7 separate regions of the Mus musculus genome follow, and all the other regions are linked to region 2. A link is a contact called in public capture Hi-C and promoter capture Hi-C data. All regions are on one chromosome and are shown on one strand. Each heading gives the region's core, a stretch centred on a gene start, on an enhancer-like site or on the middle of the called end of the contact. The rest is flanking DNA. Distances are from core to core; before and after follow the strand shown. Region 1 holds the start of Mbtps2 (membrane-bound transcription factor peptidase, site 2). Region 2 holds the start of Eif1ax (eukaryotic translation initiation factor 1A, X-linked). Region 3 holds the start of Klhl34 (kelch-like 34). Region 4 holds the start of Phka2 (phosphorylase kinase alpha 2). Region 5 holds the start of Smpx (small muscle protein, X-linked). Region 6 holds the start of Sms (spermine synthase). Region 7 holds the start of Cdkl5 (cyclin-dependent kinase-like 5).

Evidence for each region. Promoter capture Hi-C pulls out the DNA fragments that hold promoters and counts their contacts. Capture Hi-C pulls out chosen DNA fragments and counts their contacts.
Region 1: a contact with region 2 is called in a promoter capture Hi-C map of pre-B cells. The contact joins the promoter of Mbtps2 here to the promoter of Eif1ax in region 2. A contact is called at or near these places in 5 of 39 promoter capture datasets (cranial neural crest, frontonasal cranial neural crest, hippocampal neurons and 2 more) and 4 of 115 datasets of contacts at active chromatin or transcription factors (embryonic forebrain, extraembryonic endoderm stem cells, large pre-B cells and 1 more).
Region 3: a contact with region 2 is called in a capture Hi-C map of embryonic stem cells, with 5 times the contacts expected there. The contact joins the promoter of Klhl34 here to the promoter of Eif1ax in region 2. A contact is called at or near these places in 2 of 39 promoter capture datasets (cranial neural crest and hippocampal neurons) and 1 of 9 other capture datasets (embryonic stem cells).
Region 4: a contact with region 2 is called in a promoter capture Hi-C map of pre-B cells. The contact joins the promoter of Phka2 here to the promoter of Eif1ax in region 2. A contact is called at or near these places in 4 of 39 promoter capture datasets (the C10 cell line, the HPC-7 cell line, erythroid cells and 1 more).
Region 5: a contact with region 2 is called in a promoter capture Hi-C map of second pharyngeal arch cranial neural crest. The contact joins the promoter of Smpx here to the promoter of Eif1ax in region 2. A contact is called at or near these places in 3 of 39 promoter capture datasets (frontonasal cranial neural crest, hippocampal neurons and second pharyngeal arch cranial neural crest).
Region 6: a promoter capture Hi-C map of pre-B cells shows a contact between it and region 2. The contact joins the promoter of Sms here to the promoter of Eif1ax in region 2. A contact is called at or near these places in 7 of 39 promoter capture datasets (the 3T3-L1 cell line, the C10 cell line, cranial neural crest and 3 more).
Region 7: a contact with region 2 is called in a promoter capture Hi-C map of pre-B cells. The contact joins the promoter of Cdkl5 here to the promoter of Eif1ax in region 2. A contact is called at or near these places in 3 of 39 promoter capture datasets (embryonic stem cells, erythroid cells and pre-B cells), 1 of 115 datasets of contacts at active chromatin or transcription factors (astrocytes) and 1 of 9 other capture datasets (liver).

The regions. Positions count from the first base shown.
Region 1 is chrX:157,596,652-157,600,471 of GRCm38.p6, reverse strand. It overlaps Mbtps2 (membrane-bound transcription factor peptidase, site 2), which reads left to right and starts at 1,757. Exons shown (of 11, transcript NM_172307.3): 1 at 1,757-1,976. The coding sequence starts at 1,902.
Region 2 is chrX:159,370,403-159,373,863 of GRCm38.p6, reverse strand. Eif1ax (eukaryotic translation initiation factor 1A, X-linked) reads right to left here and starts at 1,686. Exons shown (of 7, transcript NM_025437.5): 1 at 1,449-1,686. The coding sequence starts at 1,464.
Region 3 is chrX:157,816,910-157,820,605 of GRCm38.p6, reverse strand. It overlaps Klhl34 (kelch-like 34), which reads right to left and starts at 2,171. Exons shown (of 1, transcript NM_001081667.2): 1 at 1-2,171. The coding sequence starts at 2,171. The coding sequence ends at 237.
Region 4 is chrX:160,500,009-160,503,893 of GRCm38.p6, reverse strand. It overlaps Phka2 (phosphorylase kinase alpha 2), which reads right to left and starts at 1,732. Exons shown (of 33, transcript NM_172783.4): 1 at 990-1,732. The coding sequence starts at 1,067.
Region 5 is chrX:157,697,307-157,700,900 of GRCm38.p6, reverse strand. It overlaps Smpx (small muscle protein, X-linked), which reads right to left and starts at 1,928. Exons shown (of 5, transcript NM_001252591.2): 1 at 1,588-1,928.
Region 6 is chrX:157,491,012-157,494,790 of GRCm38.p6, reverse strand. It overlaps Sms (spermine synthase), which reads left to right and starts at 2,504. Exons shown (of 11, transcript NM_009214.4): 1 at 2,504-2,886. The coding sequence starts at 2,838.
Region 7 is chrX:160,992,668-160,996,508 of GRCm38.p6, reverse strand. It overlaps Cdkl5 (cyclin-dependent kinase-like 5), which reads left to right and starts at 1,828. Exons shown (of 19, transcript NM_001024624.2): 1 at 1,828-1,918.

The DNA.
Region 1 (3,820 bases), core at 508-3,007, 1.8 Mb after region 2:
TGGATAGCTAATAGATTATGTGAATCCCGGCTTCATGGTACAGGTGTACACCTGTAATCAATCCTAGCACTCAGGAATTGGAGAAAAGAGGACAAGTTTCCTCTGCTATGTAGAGCTTTAAGTCCAGTCTGGGTTACAGACTTTGTTTTTAAAAAGAGAGAATGCCGTATGGCTAGAGGGTGTAGCTCAGAGTATCAAAGTCCTGGGTCCTTAGGTGGATCTGTACTTGGGGACACAGAGATGGGACTGCGTTTAAAATGATACAGCCTTGGGTCTGTTTCACAGAGCTTCTCATTTAATTGGTCCAGGCTCCAGAAACCAGGGGGACTTTAAAGGCCCCTGGTGAAGGTACTGTGCAACCAAGGCTGAGAACTACACTTTAGTTCACTAGACAGATGGTCAGTGCTCCAATTTTTAAAAGTTTCATCTAACCTATTTTATAGGCCAGTAGATCAACGGAAAACCTGCAAGGGCTGTTTCTCTCATCATGTTGTCCCCCTGGGACTGACTCAGGTAGTCAGGTTAGGCAGCAAGTGCCTTTACGTGTTGAGCCATTTTTCCAGGTCTAGAACTCCAATATGTAGCAATAGCCCAAACCTCAAGTCTTTTTTTTTTTTTTTTTTTTTTTTTTCCGAGACAGGGTTTCTCGGTATAGATCTGGCTGTCCTGGAACTCACTTTGTAGACCAGGCTGGCCTCGAACTCAGAAATCTGCCTGCCACTGCCTCCCGAGTGCTGGAATTAAAGGCGTGCGCCACTACGCCCGGCTCCTCAAGTCTTAGATGAAAGTTTTTGTTTTTTTTTTTTAATCAACAGCCAGGTATTTTTGATGCACAACTCTTAAGTGCAGGTTAACTCTGAGAGTTCAAGGCCAGCCTACTCTGTATAGTGAATGCCAGGCTTGGATTGCATAGTGAGACCCTGTCTTAAAATAAAGACCAGTTATATAGACAAATCTTACAAAACAAAATGTCGCGCGAAATAATCCAGATTTTAACAGTGTGGTTCTATTTACGCAGAATTCAACATTAAAAATAAATAAATTAATTAATAAATCAGAACGGGGCAGGGGACAGAAATACGTAGGAAGGGAAACTAGAAAGAAATTCTCTGGATAGAAATGCTACGTATGGGGCTGGTGAGATGGCTCAGCGATTAAGAGCACCAATTACTCTTCTGAAGGTCCTGAGTTCAAATCCCAGCAACTGCATGGTGGCTCACAACCATCTGTAATGAGATCTGACTCCCTCCTCCAGAGTGTCTGAAGACAGCTGTAGTGTTCTCACATATAATAAATAAATAAATCTTTAAAAAAAATAGAAAGAAAAGAAATGCTACGTATTTCGATTAAGATATAGACAGATATTTAGTTTTCAAAACACCGAAATGAACAAATGAGGCCTCCATTACGATATTGCCGTGCATAAAGACGTTAGAACGAGACGTGATTAATTTAAATGTGGGTATGTACTTCTGACAATCCCAAACTCCGGCTATATGAAAAGCACAACAAACCGGAGATGGAAATCAGTGAGAAGGAAGGGCAGAGCGCAGAGAGGGTCAAGCCTCATGAGTCACAAGCACGCTGCCGGACGGACGACCCGAGCTTCGAGCATTCCGGAGCCCGAGCGTCCCAGGAAAAGAAGCCCGCGCGCTTTTTCCGGCATATGCACCAAAAAAAAAAAAAAAACAAAACAAAACAAAAAAAAAAAAAAAAAAAAAAAAACGGCTGAGTGTCCTCACCGGAAGGGTCCGGAGGGAAATGTTGCCACCGGAGCAAAGAACCCGGTAGCACTTTAGTTCCTGCGCGGATGCTGGAGCTGGAAGGCTCCGGGCGGGCGCACGGCTGACTGGGGCTCGCAGAAGCAGGCCGCCGGGGCCCGCCGTCCATCCGTCGCTACGATGATTCCGGTGTCGCTGCTGGTGGTGGTGGTGGGTGGTTGGACTGCCGTCTACCTGGCCGACTTGGTGTTGAAGGTGAGGGCCTCAGGCCTCAGGCCCCAGCCGGCGGAGTCCAGGGCTGGTGCGCATGGTCCTGTGTCGCCCAAGGCCTTTTCTCTTCCCCTTCGGAGTCTCCGCGCCGGGCCGGGAGCCGCTCCGAGCGCCCGCCGCGTCTGCGTGCGCTCTCCCGCGTGGCGCATCCGTCCGACCGAGTAAAGAAAGTAGGGCAGGCAGGCTGCGGGAGGGGAGGGGTGTGGCGGCCACCGCATTGCGGGCGCCGCCGGGTCCCTGCGGCTTTTGGGCTCCTTCCCGGGAGGAGTCTGGCGGGCTTGGGAGGCACGGCTCGAAGGAGGAAAAGAAACGAAAACTTCCGCTTAAGAAAATGCTTTGTGGTTCTTCTTTGTGCTAAGGTTAGGACCCGTGAGACGCTGCTAGTGTTGTGATAAACCGAAATCAGATTGTGACTTAAATCACTGGCGTCAAACTCGAAAGTACACAGGAGCATCGGTGGTTCTAGTTTAAATTTAGATTCTGATTTCGTCAGATCTGGGAGGAAAGCTAAGATTGTGTATTTCCAGCCAGTTTCTCTGGCCCACGGACGGACAGTGCTGACCCACAGGCGGTGCTTTAAAGTAGCAAGAATTTACATAGCCACATTTTCTGTTATTCAAATTCTATTTACACCCTACACTCCCTTTTTCACAGTGACCACACACACTCTGAGCACACAGTGCTTTTTTTTTTTTTGAGTGTTGTGGGTGCTGGAATCGTAAGAAGAAATTTCAAGAGTTTGTCTGAGCACGTGTTTCAGACATCCTTGGAATGGAGTGGGGGTGGGGAATACGAGCTTAGAAATTCCCAAGGGTTTGGAAATCACAATCATAAATAGTAAAACCTTCATGTTTGTGTTCTTTTAAACAAAATAACCTCGTGACACTTCGTCTTAGGAAACAATAAAATCAAATGGCACCTGTGCTTCTTTGTCATATTTAAACGTTGGTATGCCAGGCTATGAAGAGCGAGCTTAAGAGAGCTAGGCTCTGCCACTTTCTAACCTCTGTGACCTTAGGCAGATCGTTACTTGTGCCTCCATTTCTTGTCTTTAAATTGGGAAAGCAACTGAAAGGATCACCTGAACTTATGGAGAGGATTATATTATGCGTCCAGATAATATACTGTATCGGAGGTCCAAGGACCAACAACACTTGGATGATCTGGGCCCTTGTTAGAATGGCAGACTCTCAGGTGTCACCTCTGCCCTGTAAAATCACAGTCTGAAGCTTAACAAGGTTCCCCTGATCATTTCTCTGCACATTTGCTTGAGAATCACTAGTGCAGTGGACTTGGTTTTAGTGCTTAGCAGCACAGGCCACAGTGATTTGGTGATGGGGCTCAAGAGAAAAAGCGCATGATTTCTTCATGTTTCATATGTTAAAAAAAGAATCCCAGATAAATAGAACTCATCAAACTCATACAGTCGGTCGCAGGTCAAGTGAGTGAGGAGGATGTGGTTTTAATTTCTGGGGCATCCCCTGTGTTCATAAAAGCACCAGCTCCTGAGGCGTGGTACTGATTCGGTATCTGCCTAGGAATGGGAAGCAGCCTTGCCTGAACAAATGGATATGGCTGTTTTGTCTGCTTCTCTGTACATGTACACTGCATGCATTCAGTGCCCTCAGGGGTCAGAAGAAGTATTCCCTGGCACTGGAGTTACAAATGCTTCCTTAGCCACCATGTGAGTGCTGGGATTTGAACCTGGTCCTCTGAAAGAAAAGCCACTGTTTTTACTGGCTGAGCCTTCTTGCCAGTGCCTGAGAGCTTGGCTTTTCTGAACTTTTCCCTTCTCTTGATCCTGCTGTCTTACCCTTGGTTTTTGTAGC
Region 2 (3,461 bases), core at 437-2,936:
TCACAAAACTGTGACCAAGTACTCAGTGGGCTAATGTAAATGGTGATAGGCACAAAGAGTAATTAAGTTGACTTCTTGGAACCAACTTTCAAGCAGAAGAGAATACTAGTGGGTGGACATGGGACAAGGTCCCAAGGATGAATGAGCAAAGACTTTTATGGTTTTTTTTTAAATGTGTGCGTGATTGTGGAGGGGTGGGGGAGGCAGAAGAGGGCATTGGATCCCCTGGGGCTGGAGTTACAGGCAGTCATGAGCAGCCCTATGTGGGTGTGAGAACCTAACTTTGGTTCTCTTAACCAGGAAGGCGTTCATCTCTTCTGCCCAAAGGCTTTATTTTTATTTTTTTTCTAAAAAGGGAGCTTCTCTGTGTAGCCCTGGCACTCACTCTGTAGACCAGGCTGATTGACCTCAGCAATCCACCTGCCTCTGCCTTCCTAGTGCTGGGAGTAAAGGTGTGCGCCCCTCCCCCCACCCAAGTTCATCCTGTGTAATGTGTTCCTCTCCTGTGGGAAATAAAAGCTTTCCACTACTTTGTACTTTATATTTTTGAGAAATTACGAGGACAACGAATATAGCAAGCCTGTAATGCCAGCTACTCGGGAAGCTGAGGCGAGCGAATCCCAAGTTCAATGTTAGTTTAGGGTTCCGGGGCAGCCTGGAGACAGACAGAGCAAAGCAAAGCGGTAGAGTGCTGGTAAAGATAGATTTGATCCCATAAAAAAAAAAACACCACAAAATACTGTAAATATATAAAAATGAGAATGATCTTAGGAACGCTGCACTTCTGCTTAGAATTTGTAATCATTTTTTTATTTATCAAAATATATACACGATCAGAAGCAAACGTGGAAAAGTTGGCTCAATGTGGGTCAAGGGCTCTGTGGAAAAAGTTAAGCCCCGGTAAAACTATGGAGCAAAGTGATTCTCTAGGGATGAAATTTGCGAATGCATCAAAGTACTGGCCACTGGCTACACGGGTGCGGCCTCACCAGTACCAACTAAGTGTCCATAAAAAATCCTAGGGAGGAGGTGCCAGATGGGCACGAAAGCAAGCGAGGCATCACCCTTTTTCAAAGTTCAGATTGGCTCCCAGGGCTTAACTCCCCAGGTGTTGGGAGCCCAAGAAGTCCGAGGCAGGTGTTCCCATGAGTCCCCCGGGCGCCGCGGTCAATGTGGCGCGAATCGGGGGCACGAGCCCATATTCTCACACAGGAGGCCCTACAAAAAAAAATGGCGTCGGCTCCACCCCAATGTGGCCAAACTGGGAGCCAGGAGTAACTTCCCTGCGCTTCTGCCCAGCTCCAAGTAGGACGCAGAGAATGCAGCCCGAGGAGAGGCAAGAAAAGATGGCAGGAAGGTCACTGAGGCCTGGGCTGACCTCGAGGCCGAGAGCAGCGCCAGGGAGCCGGCGGGGAGCAGAGCCCCGGTCCCGGCGGCGGCGTCCTTACCTTTATTCTTGGGCATGGCCGCAAAGACTGGCTGGCAGCGTGTGGGACCGCACTCAGGCTGGCGGCAGGAACTGCGGTGACTCCGACGGGCAACGCCGAGAAGTGCGCGCCACGAAGACCGTGCGGGAGGTCGGGAAGCGTGCTCAGGAGAGGCTGGTCACCCGTGCTTGCGAGAGCCTCCCGTGCCCACGCTCGGCAGTGGCAAATGGCGTCGCGGCAGCGGGCGGGGCTTCTCCCCGCCCTCCTCCTCCTCCCCGCCCTCCTCCCCCCCCCCGCCCGCCCGCCCGCCCGCCCGCCCGCCCGCGGAGCCCAGCCTCCCGCGACTCTAAGGCGCAGGCGTGGCCAAGGGGCAGTCCTAGGGTGGGAGCCTAGGGAGAAGCCTGCCAGGGAGGCGTTCACTGCTGCCAGTGGGCACGCAGTAGGTGGAGTGGGGCCTCCGGCGTCCGGAAGGGGGCGGGAGGGGCCCGGGCGGGAGGGGCCCGGGCCCTGCGTCACAGTGGAGGCTTGGAGGAGAGGAGGGGAAATTGAGGTGGTGCAGGCTGCTGGCTTGGGCATCATCTCGGCTTCCTAGCCAAGTGAGCCCCAGGCTTGACAAGGTGCTGACTCACTAACCTCAGAGTTGAGTTTTAATGGGGCCCTTTCACCAGCCCAACCAAGCTGGAAATCTAAGGGGGAAGGAGAGAAGGCACTTCTGCCATCCTCTTCCAAACTTTAATAGAATATTTGCATGATACTTAAAAATAAATCTTGTCCCTAACTCACTGTAGCTAAGTCTGTTTATAATGCTCAACAGAATGCCTGCACATGGTAGGTTGCTCAGCAGACATAGGATAAAAGGAATGGAAGAAAGTCGATGTTAGGGTCCAAATCTCCCAATATTCATGCTGAAGTTCTAACCTGTATGTATATTACTCTGTTTGGATATAAGATCATTAAAGAGCCTATATTGAAATGAGATCCTTAAGACTTGATGCCAAGACTTGACGTTAGCATGGTAACATAGGCCTTTAATCCCAGTACTGTGGAGGCAGAGGAAAGTAAACTATGAGTTACAGGCCAGCCAAGGCTACAGAGTGAGACCCTAACTCAAAACCAAAACCAAAACAAAAGCAATTAGTACCTAGGCATAATGAGGCATAAAAAAGAACAACCAGTTCCTGAGCCCGTAATCATCTGCAAGCCATGAAGACCTCAGAAGAAGCCAGATTTGTCTCTACCTTGACTTTAGACTTGGAATCTTCAAAACTGAGCAAAATAGTAGGTGGGCCTGGTACTCATGCCTATAATCCTAGCACCTGTGAAACTGAGGCAAGAGGATTCCTGCAAATCTATGGGAAAGCTGGGCTACATAGTGAGTTCCAGGCTAGCCTGGGCTACATAGTAAGACCCTGACTACAAAACACACAACACAGTCAAGAGAACGTACATTTTTGATGTTTAAACAACTCGCTCTCCCATTCTTTATTCTGGTGGTTCCAGCAAAGGAATACTGCATAGATTCTCAGAACAACTAACTTCACTTCAAACTAGGTTTATTGGGGCCAGCAAGATGGCTCAGTAGGTAAAAGCATGTACCAGGAAAGTCAGGCAAGCTGAGTTGAGTCCCTGGAACTCGTGGAAGGAGAGAACCAACTCCATAAAGTTGTCCTCTGACAGCCACACCTACCCCTCCATTCTGGCAATAATATAAAGAAATTTAAAGGTAAGCTTATTTTAAATGATCCTCTTGGGAACATTAGCATTTTAACATTCTCTAGGGAAGGAGACTAAATGAAAGAGAAATAAGGTATAATGAACCAACAGTACTTCTCTACCATAGACATTTGGCAATGTCTGGAGACATTTCTGGTTGTCAGGAGTGGAGGTAGGAAGGAATGATGTTGATGCCAGAGTAGAGGCCAGAAATGCTGGCAAGCATCCTACAGCTGCTGCCCTGCCGAGAAACTCAGCGACAGATAGATTTCTCAGAGTGTAATTAAAAGATGACAGGGGAAACCGGGCATGTTACCACAC
Region 3 (3,696 bases), core at 922-3,421, 1.6 Mb after region 2:
CTGTCTTTCTGAAACCTCTTCAGTTAACTAAAGCTGGCTCATATCTTTGCATTTGACCATTCCTGACTGACATTTGCAGTTGAAGGGGAATAGTTATTCTTTGGCCAAGGCCTTGTTCACCTCCTTACCATTCAGAACTACTCTATAAAAGTCCTCTTAAGGGAACAAAGCAGTGCTCTTCAGGCAAGGTCAAGAACAACTTTCCCTTGGATCCTCTGAAGCCTGGACTCACCTATTCAATCCAACACTAAATCTGGCACCTCTCCAGTCTCTCCCTCCCTTGTCTCCTCCCTACCCTCGGGTAGCTGCAGCACTGCACACTGAAGGCCACTCCATGCCCAGGGCAGCACACAGCCTATATCTTCCCAACGGTCCAGGTCCAGGTCATAGCCCACTACGTTCCGGGTTGGCACCTGGCGTGAGTCCCGCCACTTGAGACCACCCAGCAGCAGCACTGTCTCTTCCACCACAGCAAGTCCATAGCAGAAGCGGTCATAGGGTAGCGACCGCAACCGAGTCCACTGGTCTGTGCAGGGGTCATAGCGTTCAATCTCAGAGAAGGGCTCATATCTCCCCAAAAAGGCAAACACTGCACCTCGCAGCACCACAAGGTAGTGCCCATAGCGAGCTGTGCCCATGGGTGCCCTCTTGCTCCACACTCTCTCTCCGGGGCTAAGGGAGTACATATCCCGGAGGCTACTTGTGCCTCCTTCACCTCTCCCAGCCTTGCCCCCGGAGATGTACACAACACCATGATCCCCGACAGCACCTGCGTGACCATGTACTGCCCGAGGTAGCTGTCCAGCTGCCATCCAGCGGTCCCTGCGAAGGTCATACATCTCCACTGAGGCCAGTGCCTCACCACAGATGCCCAGGCCTCCGACAGCCAGGAGACTCTCACCTACCACACCACACCAGAAGTAGGCCCTTGCTTCTCGCATGGCAGGCACCTGTGTCCAAGTGTGGAAGCGCGGGTCATAACGGTGCACTAAGGCTGTGATTGACCTTGAGCCGGCAGCCAGGGAACTAGATGGGCTGCCAGGAAGGCTCTCCCCTCCAAGGACAAATAGGAAGTTGCCAGTGGTACATACACTGTGGCCTAGCAGTGGTGTGGGCAGCTGTGTCAAGCTGTGCCAGCTGTGGTTATACACGTCGAAGGACACCACATCCTGGGTGAGCTCCCACTCCTTCTCCTCCATCTCTTCCTCCTCCTGTCCCTCCTCTTCCTCTGGTTGAGGTGCAGGGTGCCGATTCTGAACTACCTCTGGTAGGCCCATGATCTCCTCGGTAACCATCTCCCTAGCTCTGAGACCACCAACTAGCAAGATACGGGTCTGGGGACTCCGAACACTAGTCTGTTCTCCCTGCAGAAGCGGCTGGCTGGAGGGTGCTGTATGGTAATTGAGGGCCTGGATGATGAGGCTTTTGATCCTAGTAGGTAATATAAGACCGGAGCCCGAGTATATGCGCCGCAGCACACCAGCAGGCACCAGGCCAAAGCGGATGCATCCAAGCAGTGTTGAACTATGTGCCAGGCGCTGGACCTTGGGTTCCTGCTGCAGCCAGGCTAGTGCCAGGCCCAGCAGCCGCGTCTCAGGCACCCGTGCCACGTCAGGGGCGCCCAGCACAGCTTTCATTGATATAGGATTGAGTTCCAACAGCCCCGAGGGGCCAGTGCCCATCAGTAACAGGCCCCCCAGGTGGCGTACAATACAGCACTCCGCTGCACCTAGGGTGCGGGCCAGGCCAAATCGAGCTGCCACATTGGCAATGAAACAGCAATTCTCTGGGGCAAGCTGGCGTTCCAAGTAGTGGGCACACAGTCCCAAGGCCTCGGTGACTTGCAGGTAGCTGGCAGCCTCCAGAGTGTCCTCCACAGTGTCCATGGAGAGGGGCAGCCAGGCAGTGTAGATGAAGTCCAGCAGGCGCTGTAGGCCGGCCGCTGAAGGCACACGCAGGTGAATTACGCGAGCCCGCGATTCCTGAGTGTGACTCTTGAACAGGGCCCTGAAGTAGTCGCTGGAGCACGCCAGAAGTGACCTGTGTGCTGGGAACTCACTGCCCTCGGCCTCCAGTGTCACGTCGCACAAGAAGCCCTCAGCGCGTAGGGCCTGGTAGCCAGTGAGAAGAGAGCTGCCGTGGGTTTTGCAGTAAGACAGGAAGTAACTCATGATGCCCAAGGCGGGAAGCTGGGATGGAGCCAGCCCAGCGCGGCTGGAGGCATCCCATAACACGGAACCCCCACCTCCGCTGTCCAGCTGCTGAGCCCCTAGCAAAGGCTGATTTTTGCCTGCTCAGCTTAAAACCTAAGGTTCCTTCATCCAGATTTGGCTGTTGCTCCGTGCCCCTCTCAGACAAAGTAAGATGTAGAGACAATTTCCAAAAGCCTCTAGTAGCAGAGGGTGTGGATTTCGGAGTCTTCTCGGTATTGCTAGACTTGTTTTCAGCTGGTGAGCATGACAGCGCGTTGCCCAAAGCCGCCTCCCCTACACAATTTGGGGAACCCACACTTGCACACCAGGGGCGGCGGTGGCCGCGCACCATCACCTGGAGAGGTCGAGGGTACTGAATCTCCAGAAGGCCAGATGCGTGGATGTGGCCCTATTGTGGGTGCCCCAGGACAGCAGGATGGTGGCTCTGATCGTGGCTGCTCCGTAGACACTCGCACAGTCCGAGGACAACTGGCTAGGGGGCTGGGGGGTGAGCTTGTTCTGAGAGAACGATCAAATCAAAGCCTGTGGCACTGGGGGGAGAGCAGGTCAGCTTAGAGGATTGGGAGCGTGATTGGGCGCTGTACATAACAAGCCGGTAGCTCACAGCGACAGGAATAGTGCTCGCCTTGGCCGGCTGGCTCTCGGGCGACCCGCCCCGCCCTGCGTCCCAGCTGCTGGCTGCGAAGCGCACAAAGGCTCAGCAGGAAGCTTCCTGAGCCAGGGCAATGACTTCTGTGACCTGACTGGCCTCCAGGAACCGCAGGGAGGGGGCGTCCCTTGGAATGCTGAGCTGAGGGAGGGGTGGCAAAAGCTAAGGAAGGGCCCAATTCCCTTGGGACTCTTGTCCTGGTAATGTGTTGACAGGGATACCTGGCTAGGCTGGAGGCCCTTTTGGTGCCCCTGTGCATGGGAAAAGGAGCCTCAGGCTCATCTTTTGGCTTTGAAGAAGTTCTAATTAGTCGGGAGCAAGCTGGGATTAAGAGGCAATTTTGCGCACTGACACCTAAGAGGAGGCCTCTGCTCAGAGAAGACTCTAGGAAGAGCTAAACCAGAGAGAACCCCAAGCTCTGGGCCAAGTTCTTGTGCCCTGTGTGAAATTCAGGGGCACTTGCCCTTCCTAAGGCAGGCAGAGTCTCCCAAGCTGCCTGGTTTTACATTCCAACCCCTGCCCTCTGACCCCAGGGGAGCTAGCTCTCTTGGGTACTCTTGCGCTTATGAAAACCATCTCTTTGCAATGCAGAGAAAGAAGTTATAACTAACTCGAGTTTTCTTTCTTTGAATGACAACTCCTCAAAAAAAAATGTAATTTCTTCTAGTTTCCTCTCTGCTTTCCCATGCTCTGATCTAATGACTGGCTGCCACATTCTCAATGCCAAGACAAGACAATGGGCAGTAAAGTTGCAAGGCTCAGGACAGTTGTGGTTTCTGGGGCCCCTCCCTACAAAGTGATTTTTATAAGAAACACCAAACAGAAATGGTGACT
Region 4 (3,885 bases), core at 483-2,982, 1.1 Mb before region 2:
ATGAACATTTTTTTTTTTCTTTTACAGTGCTGCAATCCAATCCAGGGCCTTGAGACTACCAGGTAAACTACCACTAAGTCACACCACTGGCAGTACCATTTATTCATTTTATGTAGTTTGTATGATGCCTTGCATAGAAAAGATACACAATAAATTCTTCCTGAGTGAGAGGTCAAGGAATTAGCTAAGAAGAAAAAAAAAAGGTTAATGGTTTGGAAATGACCACCAACTGCTACTTCCTTCTCTGACTCTCAAAGCCCTAAAAATAGCTGCTGCCAACTGAAGGCAAGCAATATAGCTGATGTCTTTGCTCTGAACAAAAATAGCTCAGTGGTCTTACATTGGGCACTCACACATAACTTTTGCCAAGCAGGAAGCATAGCAGGCGTATTCATACCTGAGATTATATGCACAGTTTCACAGGACCCCTTGATGCTGATGCTCTGTGCCCAGAAGTTTTGTTGGCTGTAAAGCAGCAACCAGAGTGGTCATAGGGTCCTCTCAGGGGGATTTCTAACAAGGGAGGGGCAGTAACAGTTGCCCACACTCTGGTCAGATGCAAGCCTTGGGAGTTTTTCACTCCTGCCTACTGTTCCCAGAGTAGAGTTAGTTCACTGTTCTCCTTCAGTGTGCTCTGTCCAACCTAACAGACTTCTTTCATCCAAAAGAGGCAGTAAGGAAGGACCTCGAGGGGGGTGTCCCGATGGGGGGAAAAAGAGGAAGGGAGGAGGAAGAGGAGAGAAAAAAAAAGGTCCCAGAATTCTGCAAAGCAGCCGCAGCAACTGTTCAAAAGCCAGAATGCCTGACTTGTGAGTAAAGTGAATAAAATAGCGATAAGGGAGTAGGGTGATAACTGGCTAGCAAAGGACTGGATTAAAGTCGGAAACCTCTTAAATAAATGCAAGCTCTCATGAGTGACAGAGGCCTTGGGGAGAATGAGTTATATCAGTGGGCAGTTTCCACCGTTCTCTGGGCTGCTCTCTGTTTACCTGGTAACACAGGATGGTTTGCTGCACCAGCCTCGCGTACCCGTCCAGGCGGACCCCAGAATTGCTCCTGCTCCGCATCTCGCCCAAGCTCATGGGCCACGGAGCTGGACCTGCCCGCTGGTGTCCGCCAAAGTTGCCGCCTCCAAGCTGACCTGGTCCTCAAAACATTCAGCGTCAATGAGTTTCTTCAAAGGGGGCCGAGAGGAAGAGTTTTCAAACTGAGAGACCCAAAGTATGACTTGCAAGGCGAGCCAACCAGAGTGTCGCGCCGCTGGGCGGTGCGGGGGAGGAGACGGGGGTGGCGCTATCGCGGCCCGGCTTCCTCCCGGTCAGCAGCTGCCCCGAGGGTTTCTAGTCCCACCACCATGCTCGACAGAACCTAGACTGGGCACTAGGCTGGAGAAAGGCCTTGGCGGTACCCCTCTGTTTTGGGAGGCGGCTCCGGGTTGCTTGGGAGCTCACCTAAGCTTTACTAGGCTCCGCCCCCCTCGTGGGGCGGACTCTCCAAGTCTCCGCCTAAAGGGAGAGGGTCTACAGAGGAAGGCCGCTGGGAGCGGCGGGGAGCTGGGCTCTTAACGGAAATTCAGTTTTTTTTATTGACTTTGCTCCTACCTCAACCTGCTTCCAACCGCGGCTGAGGCTAAAGGAGCAGAGTCCTTCGGTCGCGGCCCCCGGGGTACGGAGGCCACCCCTCACGCCGGCCCGAACCAAGAAGCGGAACCCGTGCAGTCCCGCCCGGAAGGAACGCGTTGGGGGGGCGGTACCGATCTGCTCGCAGCTCCGCCCCCAGTCCGCCTCCTCCGTGGGGTTTGGAGCCCTCCTTGTCATGGCCTGACCAGGAAGGAAAATGGGGCAGCCCGCAGGAGTATGGAGAACTTGGATGGAAGCAGAGAACAAGTCGGCTTTCTGGGTCGGCAATGACAAGGTCTCCTGAGCGGAGCCGCCAAACCCACCGGAGACTAGAAAGAGGCTGGGCCGCCTGGGCATCCTTCGGATGACCGGCCGTCATAGCCCCGCCCTGTCCTGGGCCTCACCTGAGGACAGAGTCCCCATAGTGGAGCTCAGCACTGAAAGCAAGAAAGGGAGGCCTGAGTACTGTCCTCCACATACACTCCTGGTACCCGTGGCTCCTGGCCTTAGCTCCTGGGAGAATTTTGCAGTTCATTTATAATAGTATATTTTGAAATTTGGCATCCCATTAGTTGTCAAGGTTGCTAACCACAGGCCGCATTCTTTGATCCTGTCTTCATTGTCCATCAAAATCTGGCCCACAAATAAATTTGACTGGGCAGCTGTTCTAATGTAATTGCTTCCACAAGCACTTTGTTATTCTCCACTTTGACCCATTTCATTGTCTAAAACTTACCTTTGCCTTAAAGACTAGGTCAGCCCACTCATTAGCGTTTCCAATTTTCTGGATTCCTATAGCAGTTTCCTCAGTAAAGATGGGGCAACGAGTCAGTTCGAACTGCACTTTATTCCATTTCTGATTTATATAGACATTTGTGTTACTGTTTCAGTTGTTTGACTTTTACTGTTTTTATCTGTTGGGGTAAACCTCATGCCTTGTAATGTGACAAGGTCAAGTGCGTGTAGCACATACTTGACTCAGAGTGGCACTTAAACCAGAGCTATTTTCAGCACCATTTGGAAATAGTGTATTGTTTACATTTTAACTGAGGCATACTTTTCTAACTGGATTATGAGATGCTTATGAAATAGCTTGGTATCTCCCACCACACCTGGCACAGAGTTGATTGTACATGTGTCTAGGGCTCAATGTTGATGGACTGAAAATGAGTCCTGCTTATTTGACTCCCCTTATAGTTAGTCTTTAACTAAAGCACCCAACCCCTATCAGCCCACATACTTTTTCTCTGAGACAGAGTCTTGTCATGTAGCCTAGGCTGCTCTCAACTATATTATGTATCCAAGACTATTCCTCAAACTCACAGCAATACTTCTTTCCTCGGCATCCAAAGTGTTGGGATTCTGAGTACGTGCCACCACACCCAGCTCGAGTACTTTTCAACATTCTTTTCAAGCCTTGGTGCATGTATATGTTTTACATTGGGCAGTTCCCCTCATATCTTCTTACCATTCTTTTCTCAACTCATTATTTGTTTTAATAATGGCACTGAAGTTATGAAACAGTGCACAATGTACTTCCATGTAGGAGTTGCTGTGGCCTAGGGAGTAAGATTAAGCATTCAATTACCATAATTGAATCCCTTTAGTAATCTTTCTATGTACCTTTCCTGGAGATTTCATATATTCTTCTGTATTTAAAAGGTGGCATCATTGCTTATTTTTAGGATGGCTTGTGTTCTCATTGGAAGCTTAAGACTCTGTCTTAGAGGACAGCATGCAAAGTGGAAATATCATGTCTTTTGAACCTAAAGTACCCTGTCTCTGAATTGGGAGGGTCCATTCTTAATCAACTTGAAAAAACTAACCAGTTAACCAAATTAAACTATTTCTGTAATAATTTAGTTTAGATGACCTGGAATCATTTTACTTTCCCATTACCATAGTGTAAAAGAATGTTAAATTTGTCTCTGCTCCAACTTCTTGCAGCTATATAAGATTGAGAGTCAAGGAGAGGACATACCAGGGACTATAAGGGTTTCTTCATAGTGAAGAACGTATCTATTAAATATATTTTAAAAGCATATATTTTAAAGCCAGGAATGGCGATACTTGTAATCCCATCTTTGTGGATACTGAATCAGGAAGGTCCTGAATTTGAGGCAAGCCAGCCAGGGTTACAAGGCTATATAGCTATCTAGGTAAACATGATAAAAATACACTATATGGAATTCTCAAATAATTAATAAAATATTATTTTAAAGGCTATATATTTGTGATAGTTTGTATATTCTTGGACCAGGGGGTG
Region 5 (3,594 bases), core at 679-3,178, 1.7 Mb after region 2:
GTATTTGCTAGGAAACTCTGAGCCTACTAGATGGATGGACCTTGTCTCCCCTGTCTAGTTTTGCTATATTCTCATCTGTACATGGATCTCTTCTTAACATCTTTGTCAATCTTTGATAGAGACATCTATAAGCAAGTCAATTCTCTCCCCGCTCTCATTTCTCACCATCAGGCTAGAGAATATGTGTATAAATCAGTTCAGCAGCAATTCCTGCTGTCCTCATTATTTGCAGAGAAATCAGGGCAATGCACAGTGATGAATAAAAATAGACAGTGTTCCCTGGCTGTTTCCCTAGTTGGGCATTCACCTCCATCAGGATGTATCGTGTAGTGCATCTTCTCTTGACATCTGCATGCCCCTTCTGTGAATGGAAGAAGCATTTATAAACTACCCTACCACCACCCACTTCAGGGCCACTGCTCTTCATCCAAAGAGATACTCTTTACAACATGCAACTGCTGTGTCTGTCTGCTGAATCTGGCTAAAATTTGAAACACTGCAAGTCTGACAAGGCATATTGACTTTAATAAACGTGTGATGCTTGCCAACTGGGCACAGGTAAGTTTGCCTGGCAGTCTCTGGGAACTTTTAATGGTCTTTGTGCTGAGTCATGGTTGGTAGACTCCCCCTCCCCTTTGCTTTTGATTGGGCAGCATCTAATATCTAGCTTCTAAATAAAACCCTCCAATGTTCTAAAACTGGTCAACATTAATATCACTAATTTCACAAGAAGAGATGGAGGGGAAAATCAATTGCTATTTGGAGAGAAGAGCTTTGTTTGTTCTTTTTGAAAGGTCAAGGAAATGAATAAAGCACTATCTCAAAGGGATTTATTTTCTGTCCTGAAGCTAAAAATAATTCCAGAGGAGGGGATAGTATGATGCTCTGACTACTTCAATATGCTGGGAGGAAAGAGAGAATTTTTGCATTTCCAATCTGTGCCCACATAGACAAGGACACTCTACCCTGCTGGGTATAAGAAAAGAGTGACCAGGGCAAAGCTCTCCGAAAGATGGTTTGGTCTACACAACTTTGTTGTTGAGACCTAGCCTAGCAGTTAGGGAAAGGAGAAAGGGATTCTAAACTTATATCGTGTAACAACTCTCACCATCATTTTCATTTAGACGGGATTCTAAACTTATATCGTGTAACAACTCTCACCATCATTTTCATTTAGACAAACAAACACACACAAAAACTAATATTCCAGATTTACTCTGATTAATTCTCAGCTTAGAGAGTGTTGTCAGTCTGCGGCTGACTGTAACACTGGCCAGCAGAGCTTCAAGGTCACAGTTACCATATCTGGACTGTGGACATTCTATTAACAGCCCTGTCAGTGAAAATCCCTTCTGTTCAATACCCTTTCAACATATATGTACAGGAACACATGCACGCGCGCACGCGTGCGCTCACACACACACACTTTATAAAATAGAATCCGGGATACCACTAGTGTACAGGGAATTGACAAAGAAGCCACCCAGTACTTAGCAACCTACAAAGTTATGAGTAGTTACTTTAAGTTAGGGATCAAGAAAAGCTCCTTGTGAAAGTTGAGAGTGAAAGCTGGGTCCTTCTGCTTACCTGCTCTCTGGATTGGTTTACTGCCTGAGGACAGTCCCAGGCGGCCAGGTGCAAAAACACAAAAAGCGCTTTACAGGATAGAAGGAACTCCCGGTGTCCTCTGAGCGGGGATCTCAATTCCAGTGCTTTTCATGTGGCTGAAATAGCTGGAGTGCTCTGTCTCTCTCCAGTCCTGAGAGCTGCTCCTGGCTCGGGCTAGAAGGGAACTCGCTTTAAGGCTAAAGTGTTAAAGAGAATTCCTGTCATAGCTCACAGTTGTTCTTCCTAAATATAGAGTTTGATACAAGCCATAGGCTGGCTGCCTCTGAAAGGCTTGACCGTGTGGAAAGCAGGGCTCAGATATCAGCCTGGAGGTGGCTACGTTATCTTTCTGCCCTCCTAATCTTCTTGAGGAGGCTGGCTGCATTCTCTCACAGTTACTGAGGGGTGTAGTGAACTTCGAAAAACTAGGAAAAGTCTATCTTTAGCTATATTATCTAGAGGACAGAAAATGAGGAAAGGTTCATTAAAAATTGGGGGATGCAGGGTGCTGATGTCGGACGTTGCTTGAATCCAAGCTTAGTAACCTGGGAGCTGTTAAAGTTAATTAATAATCAGCACTCAAAAAGCAGTCACCAAATAATATAATTATACCATAACATCAAACTATAAGCCATTGTCCTAGTTTGTAGGTCAAACGTGGTTAAAAACAGACGAGCTGGCATGGTTGCTGGCCGTGGAGATGTTGCTAACTTGGCTTTCCTTGCTTTTATTGATGCATTAACCTTAGAGCTTGACACAAAGGAGACAGAAGAAGAGAATAAAACAAAGGGGAATGGCTACTTTTAGGTTTGGCAAGGGGCAAGATTAGGTACCTGGAAAGACTTTTTTTTTTCCAAATCCTAAGGCTCTTTGTATTGAACATGGCTTTTTTGATGAACTTCTTTAGTCTCTGAAATTAACTTCACATAAAGTTTCCCTTCGGGAAGGGCATGGTGGCTCACACCTTTAATTCTGGCATCCAGGAGGCAGAAGCAGGTATACCTCTGTGGTTTAAGATCTGTCTAGTCTACATAATGAGTTCCAGGCAGCCAGGGCTATGGAGAGTGATCCTATCTCAACAAAACAATAACTTAAACATAAACATCAAGAAAAATGAAGAGCTACCACACTAAACCATCTTCCCTTTGGTAGAAACACTCAGCAGAATAGACAGATTTAAAATATATCCCCTGGGTGACCACACTTCAAACCATCATGACAGGACATTCTCAGCACCAGACATCATCAACCATTCTTGCTATGTGAGGAAAAGAAGCTTTAAATTCTCTGAGTCAAGCACCACGTCCTGGTCAGGGGTGAAGTCACTGAGCACAGAGGACATCAATGGGGCACAAACTTGTACAGTGGTGAGTGGTTGTCATCTGAGCATCAGTGCCAGCTGGGGCCTCTCAGAAGCACCAAGAAGGCAAGCACTTTACTTGACTTCATTCCATAACCCCTTAAAATTTCCACTACTGCTGTCAGTTTAAGGCTCCCATAAAAGTCTGCACCTGCTGTGCAGGGAGCCACTGGCACACACGTCGGCACATACTGTGTCAATGAGTGACAATGAATGGGGCTCAAGGAGACAGGGGACAAGATAAGTCTATTTCTGACAGGGACGGCCAAGATGAGGAGCAAACAAAGCAAGAAGAGTCTCACTCAAACTGTGGAAACTGGGAAACCCGAGGGTACTGGACATTGATGGGACAGCTTAAGACTTTTGGGCATATTTCAATAAAGATCACCTTAGAGGAACAGAGCAATGTTGTTCACAAAACCATAATTCACCCAAGTCCCTTTTACCTGTGTACATATCTTCACCTCTACTGGATCTACACACACACACACACACACACACACACTACAGTCCAAGAGTGCAGCTTTCATTTGAATCATTTTATTTAGTCCTCTCTGTGAAGTTAGTGACATTGTGCTCATTGTTGAAAACACTAAGTGAAGACTCCTTCTGCTAACTCAGTCAGT
Region 6 (3,779 bases), core at 1,255-3,754, 1.9 Mb after region 2:
AGCTAGGTAGGCCTTCTAAAGTTTCTATTACCTTTGGTGACAAACAGTGTCACCAACTGAGGACCAGGCCTTTAATTTATGTGTGTGTGTGAGGGGGCATGCCATATTTGTCTTAGTTACTTTTCTATTGCTGTGCTAAGACACCAGGACTAAGGCAACACACAGTAGAAAGTATATTCTGGGCTTACAATTTCAGAGGGTGGGTCTATGACCATCATAGCAGGGAGAATGACAATAGGTAGACAGGCATGGAACTGGAGAAGTAGCTGAGAGCTCACACCTTGATACACAAGCATGAGGCTGAGAGATCAAGGTGGGCATTGCTTGGCCATTTGAAACCTTAAAATCTACTCCCTGTAAGACATCTCTAACAAGACCACAGCTCCTAGTCCTTCTGAAACAGTTCTGCCAACTGGGGACCAAATATTCAAACATATGAGCCTTTGGGGGCCATTCTCAAGCAAACCGCCTCAAAGGTCAAAACATAACTTAGGATTTTTTTTTTTTTGCATCTTTTGTTGCAAGATGAGAGGTAGAGATCATTGCTGGTGTAATAACTAGACAATTACACTTAATGGATCAACTATAATATAATTGCTAGGCACAACCTAAATGATTAATTTTGAAATGATCCTTGCAGATTGGGGCCTAGATTGCAAAAACTCAGGCAATGACAATATTTTCCAGAATCCAAATAGGTAGTCATAGCCCAGTTGGAGAGGTTTATAGAGGCCTTTGCTTTCTTTCACTGAAGAGACACCATGACCACAGCAAGTCTTATAAAGGAAAACATTTACTTGGGGCTGGCTTACAGTTTAGAGGTTTAGTCTCTAATCATCATGGCAGGAAACATGCTGGAGGAACCAAGAGTTCTACATCTTGATTCACAGGCACCAGAAGGAGACTGTGTGCCACACTTGGTATAGCTTGAGCAAAGGAGACCTCAAAGCTTGTCCCCCACGTTGACACACTTCCTCCAACAAGGCCACACCTCATAATAGTGTTGCTCCCGATGGCCATGTCTGCCTGCCTCTACCTCACAAGTGCTGAGATTAAAGATGTGTGCCACTAACGTCAGGCTCCTGTTTCTTATCTTTAATAGTCTTGCCAGGATTATGCAGATTAGTGAGAAGACCCTTGCAGTAAACTGCTAACATCATCCTGACAATACTGATCCTATATCGAGCATCCTCTTCTCTTCAGGGCTCTCTTTTGACATCACTTCATTAAAGTATCTCAAGGTTCTTCATTTTGCCCTTTGCAAGGTGAAGTACAAATTCTAGGGCGGATATGCTTCAGCTGGGAGCCCATGGTGGTCTGCAATGTTCTCCACAATCTACTGAGCAAGACCAGCTACATACTTATCAGCAAAACCTCAGATGCCTTCTGCTCTGAAATTTTCAAGAAATTCAAGAGGTTGACAGCAGATAGTGAAGCTAAGGGAAGGCAGGTGGCTTACCCCAATGCTGGCAGGGCATGAAGCACATGTCCTACGCGGGAAGCTTCACTACCCTTAAACACACAGGAGGACAGCTATGTTCTAGTGACTTGACTCCAGAAGAAAGGAAGAAAGAGGAGCTTGGGGCTGATACATTGGGGCTGATGGAGCGGAACACAAATTAGCTTACAAAACTGAGGACCTGGTCTCCAGAGAAGGAAATAAAAACAGATGGCTATGGATAGGAACAAAGTAGGAGCCCACTGAAAAGAGATGCAGTTGTTGAAGGACAAATATGACGTCAGTGTTAGGTTCTTGCAGGACAGGGAAGGACTACGCAAAACTAACCAACCAACCAACCAACCAACCAACAAACCAAACCAAACCAAACGACCATTCGAAATGGCCTAAGGGAAAGCTAAACTTAATGTTTTTGTGTTGTTGAGGAGGCACAGAGTTCACTAATCTGAAGTTTAACAACCATTACAGAAATTCCTGGTATCAGGAGAGGCACAGCAATCCATACAATGATGGAGTCAATTTGCCCTGGGATTTTGCTCGTGCAATAAAGGATCCCTTTATTCCCCAGGCACTTCAGTTCTCTTTTGTCCCATCTTGTTGAATGCTACTAACGGTCAAAAAAGAGGCCAAGGCTGTAGGTCCATTGACAAAAAATAGAGGTACCGAGGAGGGGGAAGTCCTGTGGAAGAGGCTCTCACATCTGCAACTTCTCAGTTAGGCTTTAGTCCTTGATTCTTTTCCAAATTTGCATGAAAATGTATGCTACTTGAATGCCCAGGAGCCTTCTATTCTGTTCTTAAATACTACCCCTTACCAATAGAAACATTGTTAATAATCCCAGCGGGGTTCACGTGCATTTAAAGAAAAAGTCAGGCTTGTACTTTAAGACTACAGGGGTGGTAGCATTTTATTTTCTTCAAATGGTCAGGAAGTAACTGGGGCTTTTGCTTGGGGAGGAGGGGTAGGCATATGGGGAAGTGTATAGGGAGGCCCCCCGGAAGTCGCGCTGAGCCGTTTAAAGCTGGGTGACCTCCTAACGGATGGCGAATGGCGGGAGAGCATGGCCAGAGCTTTAGCGCAGGGCGCGGCCATTGGTGACGCATGCCAGGGAGCCCGGCGCCCGCGATTCCACCATTAGCGAGGCCTCACACCCAGCGCTTCAAGTTCGGGGCTGGAGGCGTCCCTGCTTCCTCCTCTAAGAGGCGGGTCGGCCCCGCCCCCGCGCCCCGGGTCGCTTGCCCGCGGCCCCTCCCACCTCCTAACTCCTGGCCTCCCCCGGCGCAGCGCACTCCCCGCCGGCCCGCAGCCTGACACGCCGCGCGGTCCCTCAGTCTCCTGCGGTCGCCTCCCCAGGCATGGCACAGGGCCTCGCCACACTATGGCAGCAGCAAGACACAGCACGCTCGACTTCAAGCTCGGCGCCAAAGGTGAGGGCGCCGCTCGCCACCTGCACGGGCGCCGCAGCGGCGGCGGCGGCGGCGGCGGCGGCGGCGGCAGCGGCAGCGGTAGCGGTAGCGGCGGCGGGGCGACAGTTCCCTCCGCGCCTGCGGGGCTCGAGGCCACAGGACCAGGCTCCTCCGGGGCGCGCGCGGCAGGCTGAACAATGCGGACGGCCGCGCGGCGCCTGCGTCTGCCGGGCTGCTGCGCGGAGCACGCTGCGGGCCCTCGTGCACCGGCGGAGGCCGCGCCGCGCCCCCGCGGTCCCCCGCCGCGTTTGGTCCTCGGCTGAGCTGGAGGCTGGCGCACTGCGGGGCCTGGGAGAACCGCGTCCGTGTGTGCCAGCCGCACCGCCCGCCCGCCCTTCCGGGCCTGGAGCGTCGGTCCACGCGGGCTCGCCGCCCTCCACGCCCCGTTGTTGGGGGGGAATCCCTTTCAGCCCGTGGGGCGCGGCGGATCCCCGGGGGAGGCGGGTACCGGAGCGCCTTAGCTCGTTCGAGGCACGGCGGGCGAGGCAGGCCTGAGCGAGGGGTGTGTGCGGCGCGGGACCGCTGCCCACGCCACCTTTTCCTGTTCTGGCAGGCTGCTGAATTTCCCTCTTGGGTGTGTGTGTCGGGGGGTTCCCCTTAAGGGCAGCGAGGGTTGAAGGAGGACCAGGGCCACTCAGCGCTTGCAAGGTTTTTTTTAGTCATCTAAGGAGATGAAGGATCCTCTGAAAAGGGACCCGGCGGGCAGAGAAAGGAAACGATTATTATTATTATTGGGGGTGGGGAGGGATGAGATCTGGGCGCGGGAACTAGAGCCACCACCATCACCATCACCCCTAATCCTGGAGGCTCAGATATTTGAGCCTGGTCTCGGCAGAAATGGTTGGGAGAGTCTT
Region 7 (3,841 bases), core at 579-3,078, 1.6 Mb before region 2:
CAATAAACCAGTACTAAAAACCAGAGCAAAGCAAATGTCCTTCAGTGAAAGGCTGTGCTTGTCCATGGTATGGCTCCTTGGAAAACATCTAATACAGCTACTTAAAACGACATTGAACTTACATCTGTGGCCATTCTGTTACGGTTTTTTCCTTACCTTCTTCTCAGAGTGTTCAGATAAACCATCCTTCCTTTGACTCCAAGGCAATGCGGCTGAAATTTCTAGTACAAAGGCACTGACAGGGGGTGATAAAGCAGCGATTGTCCCAGGAATTCTGGCTCCACGTGGGTGAAGCATGAGGTCACAGCACTGTGATTTTGCAACTGGAGGAGGCAGGAGCCTCTGCAAAGCCTGACTCCATTTTCCCTCACTGTTAATTCCCTGCTCCTACCTGGAAAATTTTCTAATATGCTTCCTGAGAAAGTGGGTGCCTTCAATTGACTATGAAATATTCACCACGTTATGAAAAAGAATAATCTTGTTAGCTTGGTTTCAAGTAGACAAACCAATTGTATAGCTACCAGATTGAAGACAGGAGTAGATTAAATGGATTTTATCCAAGATATCTATTTTCTATTACAAAAAAATTAATTTCTGACTTGGTGGCATCTTCGATGTCATGCACTGCCTATTTTCTGCCCCCAAACCCGGAAAAAAAAAAAAAACCTTTTCTTTCTCTCTGCTTTCTTTTTTAAGGTGGAAATCATGCAGCTTTTCATAGATTTGTCTGCAAGGTCTTTCATAAAAGATTTTTTTCTTAGTTAAAAAAAGTGCACTGGAACTATCTCTATCTTAACCACTAGTCATCCTCATTGGAAACTCGATTCGCGGTGGGACTTAAGATCTTTTTATTTCTACTGGTGCGGCGATGACTTCATTGTTGGTTTTTTTTTTTTTTTTAACCAGCTGGGGAATCGTGTAAAGCAGAGCAGCGTCGGACTGGAGTAGAGTTGTGGTTTGCTGCTGCAGCCCCGGCCGCCACGGTTTGCACGCGTCCAGCTGCTGTGTAAGGAATCCTCGGGCTGCCAGTTCTTTGCTCTTAAGTCACCCCAGGGAATCGCAGGCTGCGAGATGAACGTGAATATGAATGTGTTTGCGCGCGCGTGCACGCACAGCTGCAACAGTTAGGAGCAGCAATGGACTTCAATATTAAAAAAAAAAAAAACCTACGACCGAGATGAGCCATCCTTCGTCCTTTATTTTCAAGTAGTGCCCGGGCTCCCGCCCGAAATGTGGTCCCCGCCCTCCACCCACTCCGCTCACTGGTCCCCAGAGAGGGAGGCTAGGATAGCTGCGCTGCAGGCAGGATTTCCCCTTTTTTTTCTACCGCAGTGACAGGTGGATTCCCGGGCCTCCTCACCCCCCTCAACCCCCGCATCCACCCCTCTCTCAGTCACGATCTCTCCCTCCCCTTATCCTATTCCTCCCTCATTTCCCCCTCCCCACGTAAGCTCGCAGCCTGAGCCCCGCCCCTCCCAGCCTAGCAGCCCAGGTTGCTAGGGCCTGGCAGGGCAACCAAACCTGGTGCCCCAGGAGGAGCATCGCGAGCGCGCATAAGCGCGTTCGTGTAGTAGAGGGCTAGAACAAGAAATCCTGGTTCTAGGATTTTGGGGGACTCGAGAACGAGCGGCGTGGGCGGGGCGCGCGAGCCCGAACTCGAGCACGAGCGCTTTCTCTTCATTGGCGCCTATTGGTAGGCGGGGCTAAGGCGGGACCTAGCGGAATGAGAGGAGTTTGCCGATTGGGCCAAATGGGCAGACGGGGGCGGTGCGATCATCAAATTAGGCTGCGCGTTCGCTCCGGCGAGAGGGCGGGGCCGGAGGTTTCGATTACTTGTCGCTGCCGCTAGGGAAGGTAAAGCGGTGACGGCGGCCGCGAGAGTGAAGGCTTCCCCGATAGAGGTGGGGGACTCGGCAGGGTGAGTAGTTGCGTCCGCCCGTCAGGCCGTCTCATGTTGGCCGTGTGTCCACTAGCTTGTCTTTAGAGAGGGAACCCAGTCGGTCCACTTAGGAGGGTAACAGAAGGGGTAGCAGCGCAGGTCCCTGCACAACCGGGAGACACGGTGAGGGAGTCCCAAGCTGGAGTCTCCCTCGGCGATCCACCACGAGTCTCTAGGGTCTTCCCGGAAGGGCTGGGGCTGGAATTTTTGGTGCCAAGAGACAGAGGGGGCTGTGCTAGACGTATGGTAGGTCGAGGTCGGACCCCGCGGGGCTCCCCTTTGCTGCAGGTCTGCGGTGTCCCCACCCCGCTGCCCCCGTGGCCAGGGCTCTCCGGGCTTGCAGCAAGGAAAGCCCTTTTCCGCTAGCGCCGAGGAGGGCCCCCCGAAACCCCCGCCCAAGTTCCCAGAGAGCCCGGGACCCGCCGGCAGCTACGACTCTCAGCCCTGGTCCTTCTGACCTTGGCTGCCCGGGAGGGTGGGCGAGCGCCCCGCCTGCAGCCCCGCAGGTTTCTGCCACCTTCCACAGGACAAGTTTCAGGCGTTACTGTGAAGTTCACGGCTGGCGTGCTGGCAGAGAAGCAGAAATTGACCTCTTCTCAGATCTTCCTACCCTTTGGACCTTCATAGAAATTGAATCCTGGGGTTTGGAACCATCTGCCAGAACGAACAGGTCCTCGCACTGACACGTTTTTCTGTTCTCTTCTCTTCTTTTCTTTTCTTTCTTTCTTTTTCTTTTGTGCCCACGTTGGGGTAAAAAATAACCTGGGCATATTTCAGTGTAAAAGCAGATCTTTCTTGGGGGTTTTGATTTTTCGCTTCACTTGAGTTAGGCATGGCACAGATGCTTGGATAAGAAAAGCCTGACCTTAGTCAGGCTAGACAGACTAGAAGGATGCTGTGATATTTAAATAGTTGCAGATCAGTATTCTGTTAACACAATTATTTTTAATTGGCTGAAATTTAAGCTGATTTTAGAAAGTATTGACACAGAATAATTTCTTTCCGCGCATCTGATTTAGGCTTGTTTGAACGTAATGGTTATGTAGGCAGTATAAAAGATTACACAAATTAATTTGTCTGAGAGTATTTGACTGGAAAAAAGAGGCATAAATATGTATAGAATATAGGATTAGGGTTTTAGGTAACATCTGCTGGAACACTTCCAGCTTGTTTGTTTCTTGCTGTAGGGTTACAAAAAAGACATTTTGACTGAGACACTTTGGAATTTATAGACTGCATAACATTTAGATGTAAATTCGTTTTTAATTCCTTTAAGTGTATTAAAATGTTTCAGTAAAATGCAGAACGGGTGTGTTTTCTTATCCCTGTATATCTGGCGTTGAAGGGGGAGTATGATCTTACATTTAACAACCCAACTAAGATTCATTAATAATAAAAACATAAAAGGCCTACCCCCATCTTTCTGAGAATGAAGATTTAAGTACCTAACGAGCCTTTTCCTTATTAAAAGAACTATTTTGGGTTGGAGCTTTTTTGGCGTTGATGCTGGAATGGGAGTAAGGAAGCCTGCAGCAGTATTACCAGTTTGACACCACCAGTGGGTGTTTCTGTTGACAAATGCCGAGAGGAGAACAGTTGAAAAGGAAATCTTTTTTGGGTGGTGGGATGGGGTGGGGTAAGGAGGGGAGGTGAGGGGAGAAGGAGCCAGAAGAGAGAAGCTGTAAAACTAAAGCTGCCAACACTGTGTGTGCTGGGCTTTGCACAAGTACAGGGCAACCTAATTAGGGAGAAGAATACCATTTGGCTGCATTAAAGACTAGAACTCCAAAAGAGGCATACTAAATAAAGTTAACCATTCCAAGAGTGTTTACTAATCCACCATGTCTGAGTACTTGGGAAGAGGGCTTCTCTTCTGGAAAGGGCATCAAATTCTTTTGAATT